Regions from separate parts of the Zea mays genome. Here region 2 is linked to region 1. A link is a contact called in public Hi-C data. All regions are on one chromosome and are shown on one strand. The core of a region is the stretch at or near the end of the contact, and the rest is flanking DNA. Distances in the headings are between cores, read along the strand shown.

Region 1 (5,521 bases), core at 1,804-4,303:
GGTCTCGGGAGGAATCGCGTCCTCGCCCGACCCCGGCCTCGGCCTCAAGAGAAGTCTCCGCCTCGACTGACCCTGGGCTCGGACTGACCGCGCTAATAGGGGATGCATCATTTCCCTATTCCTAGCCTGCTCAGGCTACGAGGAACAAGACCGGCGTCCCATCTGGCTTACCCCGACGACGGATAATGATGGTGCCCCGCGTGCGCCATGACGCCGGTGGCTATCAGCCCCTTACGATAGCAAGGAGACGTCAGCAGGATCCTCGCCGTGCTGCCAGCTATGCTCCTACAGGACTCAGGCGCTCCTCCGGCGGCCACGCCATCACATGTACAGCAGTACAGGGCACAAGCTCTCCCCCAACGGCCACATTGGCATGTACACAGGGCTTAGGCACTCCACTGCCGGACACGTTAGCGCATAGCTACGCCCCCCGTTGTACGTCTGGACTCTCTCTTTGCTTCTATAAAAGGGAGGTCCAGGGCCACCCTGAGGGGGGTTCGCGCGAGAGAAGCGACGGACGAGCTCTGTGTCCCTCTCTCTCTCACGCGACGCGCTTGTAACCCCTACTGCGAGCGGCACCCCTGGTGCAGGATAATACAAGGCTTGTCCCACCTCTTGTGTTCCATCCCGCGCCAACCCATCTGGGCAGGGACACGCAGCGACAATTTACTCGTCGGTCCAGGGACCCCCGGGGTCGAAACGCCGACAATATTCAATATTAAAAACATCTGAGCATGATGTTGATGTTCTACTGGTTAGACAGCTTCACCCAGTGTCTCCCGCCTTTCTTCCATCAGGGCATGAGTTTGAACTCCACTCCATGCACTGTTTTTTAACATTTTACGCTGATTTAATTAAATGGGTCGATGCCGACGGGCTAACAGGGTCGACGGGCTAACAGGCTGGCCCGGCACAGTCAGCAGGCCGACATGACGTGTCTGGGCCAGAGTTGTGGCCCGCGAGCATCTGGCCCGTGCCGAGTCGTCGTTTGGTCATCTATAGACTTGCGGCGGATTAATTTGAAATAGCTGTTAGGGGTTATTTGTAAAAAGATGACGCGAGACGACTGTTGAAACTGGTGTTTTAAGTATAGTATAGAAAAACACTAAAATTATACTAAATAGGATCGAAACAATAGTTGTTACCTCTAAACACACGTTCACACTCACCGACCAACACAACACATACTCACCTAGCCAATAGAACGTACGTGTATTTGTGTTTTATACTCTATACTCAAAACTAAATGGAGCACTTTGCCTTATAATTTACTCGTGAGGATAAGGAAATAGTCATCTGTTTTAGCACAGTTTTCAGAGCTAACTATTTTATTATTCACGTGTTTCACGCCCACATGCGTCGGGGCAGCTGTCGGGGCCGTCCATTCCTAGTGGTACGTGTGCGTCCAAAGACCCCAACGTTCAGACAGAAAACATGACCCGAGTGGAAGCCCGAACCGCGGGATCAAAGGGGTTAACCGTCCATACCTCTGCATCGAGGGCGCTTGCACGTGCCGGCCAGAGAGAATTCACGTTTCACGCAAGAATCACGTGTGCCGCCTGGTGAGACATCGATGCTGGTATGTTGTATATGTGAAATTTGCACACTCAGAGTTAGAGACAATGGAAAACACAACAGCGAGTAGCTTTGTATATGAAAAATCAGAAGACAGTTACGTAGAAGATGCCGTGAATTTCTAGAACGAACCAGCGTTTTAGCCTGTGTTCAGTTAACATGGTATTCGTAAAGAAGCCACGAAGAAAGGATAAGAGACGACGGCAGTCCTACCTTTTCGTTTGAGTATCTTTTATTTTCTTTGCATTTTTTTTTTGCTATTTAATCCAATCATATTTTATGGTGTTAGAAAACAGGGGTAAACGGACACTTGGTTTCAAAATCGCGAGGGTAAAACCATGCATAAAGTTTAAAAGGCAGGGGAAAATCATCATTGCAATATATAAAATAGGGCAAAAACACCAGGATTGATTTGGTGACAAGGGGATCACGGGGGATCGGAGGGGATTGAGGGAAAATGAACTAATTTCTCCCTCAATCCCCTCCAATCCCCCCGTGATCCCTAGTCACCAAATCAGCTCTAAATATAATTTCCTACGAAGAATTGATCCCTATGAAAAGTTGAACAGAGATTAAATCAACTTAAACCATTATCTACATACATTATGTGGTTAGAAGCGATGGAAGATGAGCCACATGCATGTGTGTGTGCCATGTTGGGACAAGCATGGATTTAGGTTCGACCGTTAGGAGTCATGAGTTATGCAATGTCAATAAAGGTTTTTTTAGCTCTAAATTGAGTGAGAGATGGTGAGAATAGAATAAGTGTGACGTTACAAGTGGTTGGCAGGTGGTGGATTAAAAAACGATACAATTTTAGCTCTTTAATATTATATATAGATATAAGTGATATATATAGTAAGAATAGAAAAAAGGTGATCTATATTTAGTCGGCAGAAAATGGACAGAAAGATAAAAGTTTGTTTTTCAATATTAGGTATGTATAAAGGTAGATGTATATATAAATATGTTTTATGAATTAATATTCAGACTAATGAGCCATTTCATGTCGAGTATGTTCGTTTTACAAAGGAAAGTAAGTTCTTGCTCCTGTCCAATGATATATGCTCTGTTAAAAACTTAATATGGACGTCTAGTCCGTACTGATACTCTGGATCCGTTCCATAGCACTCGACCCCGATCTCGCCCGCACAAAAAATAGTCCTCGCACCGCTAGCTACTACGCCTACCCAACACCCAACACCGCACGCGTAGATAGCTACTGCGCCGATCCAGCCCACGCAGCTACCACACTACACAAAAAATAGTGTAAAGCGAACACTCGAATCTATAACTTGCTTCAAAAATTTATGACAAACCACCAGACAATCTTAGTGTTTATTAATAAATAATAATTATATTTAATAAATATATAATATTATTTATATGATATATAATAAACGTAGCAAAGCACGACTGGCTAGTAACTTAACTGGCTGTAACTTATAAGTACCCAAACCTTCTCTCCTCGGTATCCAAAGTTCCACACTCCACAGTCCACACCCGCGCAAAAAACACAGCAAGGCTCCATGAACAAGTTGGCATCCTGCTTCCTCCAGCACGGAGCACCACACACCCAAATCTTCAAGTCCTACCATGTTCAGAGATCCCCTTCGCTGCAGTTGCTTGAGAACCGATCCGTTTCCATGACCCGGCACCGCGCCGCGGACCGTGCTGCCAGAGGCACCATCGTCGACGTCGCCGTCGACAGTGGCACCAGCTTCGACTTCGAGAGCTACCTGTCGGCCAAGGCCAGGGCCGTGCACGACGCGCTTGACCTTACCCTGCAGGGTCTGCGGTGCCCCGAGGTCCTGAGCGAGTCCATGCGCTACTCCGTTCTCGCGGGCGGCAAGCGCCTCCGCCCCGTGCTGGCCATCGCCGCGTGCGAGCTCGTGGGCGGGACCGCGGCCGCGGCCGTCCCGGTGGCGTGCGCCGTCGAGATGATCCACACCGCGTCGCTCATCCACGACGACATGCCGTGCATGGACGACGACGCGCTCCGCCGCGGCCGCCCCTCCAACCACGTCGCGTTCGGCGAGCCCACGGCGCTGCTCGCCGGCGACGCGCTGCTGGCGCTCGCTTTCGAGCACGTCGCCCGCGGCAGCGCGGGCGCCGGCGTCCCCGCGGACCGCGCGCTCCGCGCCGTCGTGGAGCTCGGGAGCGTAGCTGGCGTCGGCGGCATCGCCGCGGGGCAGGTCGCCGACATGGCGAGCGAGGGAGCCCCCTCCGGCTCCGTGAGCCTGGGCGCGCTGGAGTACATCCATGTGCACAAGACTGCGCGGCTCGTGGAGGCCGCGGCCGTGTCGGGCGCCGTCGTCGGGGGCGGGGGCGACGGCGAGGTCGAGCGCGTCCGTCGGTACGCGCACTTCTTAGGGCTCCTGGGCCAGGTGGTGGACGACGTTCTGGACGTGACGGGCACGTCGGAGCAGCTCGGGAAGACGGCGGGCAAGGACGTTGCCGCCGGCAAGGCCACGTACCCACGGCTGATGGGCTTAAAGGGAGCGCGCGCATACATGGGCGAGCTCCTGGCGAAGGCCGAGGCGGAGCTCGACGGGTTGGACGCCGCGCGCACGGCGCCGCTGCGGCACCTCGCGCGGTTCATGGCGCACAGACAGCATTGAGATGGGGTGGAAGTGGAACTATGGAAGTGGATCTGGCCGGCTCATCCGGAACACTTGATAAAAGTGATGCGTTGACTATTAGTTTCTCAGACCTCAACATCGAGTGATTACTTTGCCCCGGCCCAAAAGGATTTATGGGCTTCCGAGTTGAGTGACACTGCAGTTTGCCAGTGGCATGTGGCAACCTACCTAATGGGCCGTTCACGCCTTCACGGACAAGTAGCCTTTATAAGTGCGGTTCTTACTTCAGCTTCCCTTACTCCTATCGTTAAATAAATCTCTATTATATAAAAAGACCAGTTTTTCCAATTCCACGTTTCCGCGTGCTTCTCCACATTTAAATGGCAAAAAACTAAACTTATACAAAAATTAAGATTTAAACTATGATTATTGACTCTAAGACACACATTCACATCTAACTAGCCAACAGAGCACACATGTCTTTGTGTTTTATATTTTATATTTATAAATGGAATCTATAGCAACGTGCATGCACTTTGCTAATACTAGTATAATGCATATGCACTACGATGGCACACAATAATATTTAATACTAATAAAAAATAATTTAATGTCACAGTGAGCGGGTCCACATATTAGATATTAAACTAATAAAAATAAATGTTACACCTTATCTTAGCCAAAAGGTCGATAAAAGGTATAGGTTGAAAAGGAGTCTGACCCTTTTTAATAGCTCGCTCGATCGTTCATCCTCCTTCAGGTAGCGAGGTGGTACTATGTGAGAGTTGTTGGGAGCCTTTATTGCCGAAGGTCCTCAAAGTACAATATTGTCAATTAAGTATGTTTCGGGTGCTCTCAAAGGATGTGAAACTCACCTTCGTAAGGGTTGGTGTCTGAAGGAAAAACGAAGCCATGAAGCTTAGGCTCCATGGAGGCAATGCACCAACAAAATCCAAAGGAGAAAGCTTCGACTTCCTGAATGCCGAACGTGATCTACGAAGCTAAAGCAGAAGAGAAGGATCTAGAAGATTGACCAGATGGTCAAGAAGGAGAAAAGAACGATGTTGTCCTCATGAGGCCTGTAATTCATATGTATAGGGTGTGCGAGTATTTTTGTAATTTCATACGAAGTTGTACCTCACCACTATAAATATGAGAACAGTGTCATGCATAAGGACACTTTTCGAACACAAAGAGTCTTCACGCTCTTCCTCGTAAAGCCGAAATTATATCTGTAACTAATCATTATATTGTATGAAACAAAGTGAAGCAATAAAATATCACGATGAGTAATTCATTACATCTCCCATGTTTGTGATTTACTCTTACTATCATCTTTTCTTGTATCCCTAATCTTCTCCCTT
Region 2 (5,383 bases), core at 373-2,872, 190 kb before region 1:
AATAACCTAAATACAGACGACCAAATATAATGATAAGGACTACAAAGCACATACAACAGAGGAGATTTTGTTGAGCGAAACGTAAAGAAACCTTAATTCCAGGATTTTTCTCCTTGAGAAAACGGCCGGCACCAGATATTGTCCCCCCTGTTCCAATTCCACCAATGAATATATCCACCTTCCCCTTTGAATCCTCCCAGATCTCTGGACCAGTAGTCTCATAATGTACCTGTTTGAAACCAAATGAAGACAAACAGCAGGCAGGTAGGTTAGAAAAGGAGTGCACATATACGTAGAGCCACATGGCTGGTTCTCGTTGTTACCTGAGGGTTGGCAGGGTTATCGAACTGTTGAAGCATGTAAGAATTTGGTGTCTTGTTTAAAATCTCTGTAGCCTTATCTAAGGCCCCTTTCATCCCTTTTGCAGCATCAGTAAGGACAAGTTCGGCACCAAAAGCTCTAAGGAGGACTCTTCTCTCCATGCTCATTGATGAAGGCATTGTTAGTATCAGCTTATATCCTTTGGAAGCAGCAATGAAAGCAAGACCAATGCCTGTGTTTCCACTTGTTGCTTCCACCAAAACACTCTGAGCAGAAACATGAGACAAGCAAAACAAGTCATCCAGGGTACAAGGGAAAGGCAGAACAAGAGGCTGTTGAAATGATTTTATTTTCAACAGTGATCAGAAACATCACTAAGGCACATGTGGGCTACCTCTCTACACCAATTCCACATTTTTTCGAAAATCGTACTCGTATCAGTATCACTAAGCAAGGAACTATGTGAGTGAAGCCAAAATGTGCCTATGCTTACAAATCACCTTTCCAGGAGTAATCAAGCCCTTCTGTTCAGCATCATTTATCATACTGTACCCTATCCTGAAACCAAAGATGGGTTTGGAAGTGTTTAGCTACAACCAAAAAGGCCAATCTCCCTGCCAATGGAAGGAGGGGAAGAGGAAGGATACCTGTCCTTGACGCTACAGCAGGGCTCCATAATCTCGAGCTTAGCAGCGACATTGGCGACAGAGCCCTTGACGACGTTGTTGAGATACACCATTGGTGTGTTGCCGATGAGCTGCGATTGGGCAGTCAGTCGTCAGAACAGAACGTTGACGTACCCTTCTTATTGCTACGTGTGTGGCATCTATTGATCAAAGCAGTTGCACTGACTGCTCTGAAGTCCTAACATATGTAGTAATCCCAACACCTAAGCAGCTACCCGAGTGACGACAAACGAAGGACTGAAACATGAAAGCATGAACCGGCGGCAGGCAGGCGCTGGAGATTGTCTGTGACCTGGGTGACGTCGTTGGCGATGTTGAGGCCCCCGACCTCGGCGGCGACGGCGCGGCACCGCAAGGAGGGAGGGGAGGCGGTGTGCGCGAGGAGGCCATGGCCACGGCCGTCCGGGTGGGGCCTGAGGACGAGCGTCGGGGCGGGAGTTCCGCGGACGAGCGACGGACACGGCGCGAGCCGCTGCCCTCCGCTCGGGAAGGGGCCGAATCGGGCGCCCGAGGCGGCGTTGGCGGCGGCTGAGGGCGACGACCACGACGCCATCCTTTCTCGGCGTGCGGTAAAGGTATGCGCGACTCGCGGCTTCGGGGACTACTACGAAGTAGGCTGAGGCTGGTAGTGGTAGGCTCCACTGCACAGGGGGTGGGTGGTGGCTGGACAGAATTCATGAGTAGAGGGGCTGCAACTGTTTCGTTTTGGGGTCAAGTCAAATGGCCCTTTGAGGTAGCCACCGGCCAAAGCACAAATATCCCCATCAAGAGAGGGCAATGGAACCGATCTCCACCAACGGAAAATTTCTATATTTTGTTCTGTTTGAAGTGGATTGTGGGGATTGAAGATGATTAAATTAACTCCTATATAAATTTGTATGGTAGAGGATTAAGTATCCTCCAATCGAAGATATATCTGGTGCACATGAAAATTTAGTGCACATGGTGCACATATTAAATCATCAATATCCATTTTAGATCTAACGTTTCTAGTTGATCATTGCAATTTATAAATAACACCTTCCACCACTACACCCCACCACGTCGGAGGGTGTTCTTAGCAAAATACACCAAATAACTAGAGACGTTAGATCTAAAATGAATGGTGTTGATTTAATATGTGCACTAAACTTTTATGTGCACTAGATATGTTCTCCCTCCAATCTTCATCAATCCATCCCTAACCGAACAAAGCTTTAGGAAACGGAGATAGGATAATTTAGTCCCCACGAGAATTGAAACGAGAAAATTTTGTTCTCGTCGGGTTCACGTGGAGGGGAATGATGAACCATTTCCCATCCCGTTCTCCACGTACCTGTCCCACGAAGTTTTCTTCATCTAAATTAGTCTATTTGTATATTAAAATTATACTAAAAATTAAATACATAACTTATTATAAAATAACAAATTATACTCTAAATAAGATGTTTCTTGTATTTTTAAATCTTGTTTGTTAAATATAAAATTTAATATAATCAGTTTTAATTTGACTCTAAATATTGTATTTACTAACGGGGACAGATTGTCTATGGAGATTCCCCGTGGAATAAATTCCTCGACAAAGATGGAAGAAAAAATCTCCTCGTGATCGTTCGCGGGAACGGAAAAATTTTCTCCCTACGAAAATAAGAATGGAGAGTAGTTCCCGACACAGAATTCCTCGTTGTCATAACTACCGAGCAAAAGCAGGTAAGCCCATTCCAGCTCGTATCTCCTAGTGCTGTGACAAAAAAAAACAAACAATAGAGGAGACGACTGTCTGTCAGCAAATTTATGGCCGTTTCAGAACTCAAATTATTTAGCTGTTTGCAATCATTGTATAAACTTGATCCATATTTTTTTCTTTTACCATGAGTCCATGAGATGTCCTGATTTCAACTAAATCCATGGTCCTTTCAGCGCCCCATTCCGTTGCATATATTTTCGCAAAGGATAGTTTGCCTGCTGTAGTGCTGTTCAAACCTTTTTCAGTTAAAAAAAAGTCTGCTTCATTTGCTTATGTTTCGATCTTTCATCACTTCCCCTTTCTTCACTAGGGCTACATTTTGAAGTCCGCATATGTTGAGTTTTCTTTTTTTGGCGATTTCTGTTTTTTTCCTGATCTGCTTCTCGTCGGTTCATTGTATTCGGACTAGTGTCTAATGCGCGCCCTGCGTACGAAGGTATTATGCTAACACAACATTGATGTTTCTTTTTTTGTTAATGGTATATATACAATTTTGGTACCTGTTCAAGTTGTACATCATAAAAAATGTGTTGTAAATCGTAATGATAAGTTATCTTTAGGAAGCAGATAGATGTAAAGGTTAACTATATATACATGTATTGTACCTAGTTACAAAGCGATAATATATATAGTCTTAGACGTCATATCTAATTGGGTTATCATCCAAAATAAATATTGCAGTGTATCTAGTTGTGTGCTAAAATGATTTAATTGCAACTACAGATAGTCAGATTAGAGTATTATAGGGCTTTGGCCCTTCTTGTTCTTAAAAAAGAGTATTGGAGTACTATAATGGGACTACCATCAAGGGATGAACAAATAGACAATGTCAAATATGAAAGTTCATATACATATAATGCATTAAGGATATTGAAACGGAATCTACAACATGAACAATGTCTAAGTCAGGCATTTCACTGTTTTAGTTGGTGTCAAGGCAAGCTCTACCATGAAGGGATGGATGAATATATATTATCAAAACTCGAAGTTGACAAACATAATGCACGCCAGGCTGGTGACAACAACCCAGAAGGGAGGAGAGATCATACCATTGAGGTTAACACGATGTGCTCATCAATCATTTGCTTGCTTCTGAAACAAAACCATACATGGGGCCATGTTCTTTTGATGCAGGCCTTTTCGGTTGGCAGTAACGGTAGAATAAATGGAGATCCTATATCAGTTATTCATCCTACCAAAATAAAAGGATCATGGGAGAGTAAGTACAACAGCTTCTAGTTGCAGTGTCAGTAGGGAATAGGTAAATCCAATATTTTTACAAAAAAAATCTCCGTTGTATTACAAATATAAGATGCTCTCATGTGTGTTCTACAACAAAATATTTTACAAACATTATCTAGATGATGATGAGGTGAACACAAACATGGTACAGAACTACAGATGTACTTCACCTATAAATTAATCTCCACGCAAGAGCAACTTGGAACAGTAGATGCAATTATCGAATCTGCCAAGATGTCAGAAAGATCAAAAGTCCATTCAGTTGTTGGTTCTGGGTTGCTCATCTCAACATATACAATTAGTTCGCCTTCCATTGGTTCCATTGCATCGTCCTCTATGCCATTGCAACTTTTCGTATCTGTTAAATTTCTGTTACATTTTTTGCTACATCTGTCGGGTCAACAAATTTATGTGCGAAAACCTCCTCTGAAACCTCACTGTTTTCAGAATATCTATGTTGACCATCTCTCTCGAATAAAGAGAGTTCTTCAAGAACAACCAAGTCTAAGCCTTGAAGTCTGAAATTGACAACGACTTGATGCAACTATAAATGTCATCTCAGGTAAGCCATCCATCCTTGAATACCTAATTATTCTCTGCATTTGGACACTGCACAATATCTTTTAGACTCATAAAACCAGTAGCAATCAGCCAACATAAAAGTCTTTTTCTGCTAAAACTATTTACCTTCCATCCCCATCCAGTACATCTGTACCCCTTTTCGTATAAAGCAGTCTGTTGTCTCTCTTTGAGCTTTAGGTAAAGAGAAAACCATAGAAACTGACTTGTTTTTAAATGGACCTATAACTCTTTAATGTGTCGCTTCAGTCCCCAAAATATCCTTCAAGTAGAGAACAAATAGTTTAAAAAAGTTATTGATAAATAGATTTTATGTAAAAATACATGACATGTTTGCTAGCCAATCCATTAGTTATATATTATAATCCCATTATAAGTCATAATAAAATGTGGAGCGTAGAGAAAATTGTTGTGGCCAAATCAAATGATGCATAATTTTTAATAATGTAGATCAAGTTAGGAACATGTGCACGTGTACAGATACGATGGGTAAAATCAATAATCGAAATTCGGAGATCCGTAGAACCCATCGAATATCACATAGATAAGAACGTTTCACATAAAGAACTGCATATAGAGGGGGAAAGCAGTGCAAATTGCAAAAAATGCAAGATATGGATTCTACTGCACTAAATACTATTGTTGGAGGGCTGGAGGCTACAAAGTTTGAGAGGATATCTATTAAAGATTACAACATGTAAGGGTTATAATTATAACAAACAACTATAATTAGTTATTATATTCACTGTTATACTTAGCTGATTGAATGGGTTGCTGCTCAGAAATAGTATGTTTGTAGACAAATGTGGTCCGAAATTAAATCGTATGT

Evidence for each region. A called contact is a pair of places that touch in the nucleus more often than the background predicts.
Region 2: a Hi-C map of ear shows a contact between it and region 1, with 1.6 times the contacts expected there. The contact joins the promoter of LOC100280321 here to the promoter of LOC100502524 in region 1. A contact is called at or near these places in 2 of 25 Hi-C or Micro-C datasets (ear and tassel).

What each region holds. Positions count from the first base shown.
Region 1 is chr8:6,706,288-6,711,808 of Zm-B73-REFERENCE-NAM-5.0, reverse strand. LOC100502524 (putative geranylgeranyl pyrophosphate synthase 3) reads left to right here and starts at 3,053. Exons shown (of 1, transcript NM_001197002.2): 1 at 3,053-4,321. The coding sequence starts at 3,105. The coding sequence ends at 4,196. It also overlaps the pseudogene LOC111590082.
Region 2 is chr8:6,890,350-6,895,732 of Zm-B73-REFERENCE-NAM-5.0, reverse strand. It overlaps LOC100280321 (cysteine synthase 1), which reads right to left and starts at 1,622. Exons shown (of 10, transcript NM_001153247.1): 1 at 1,300-1,622; 2 at 969-1,078; 3 at 822-879; 4 at 324-587; 5 at 92-229; 6 at 1-6. The coding sequence starts at 1,560.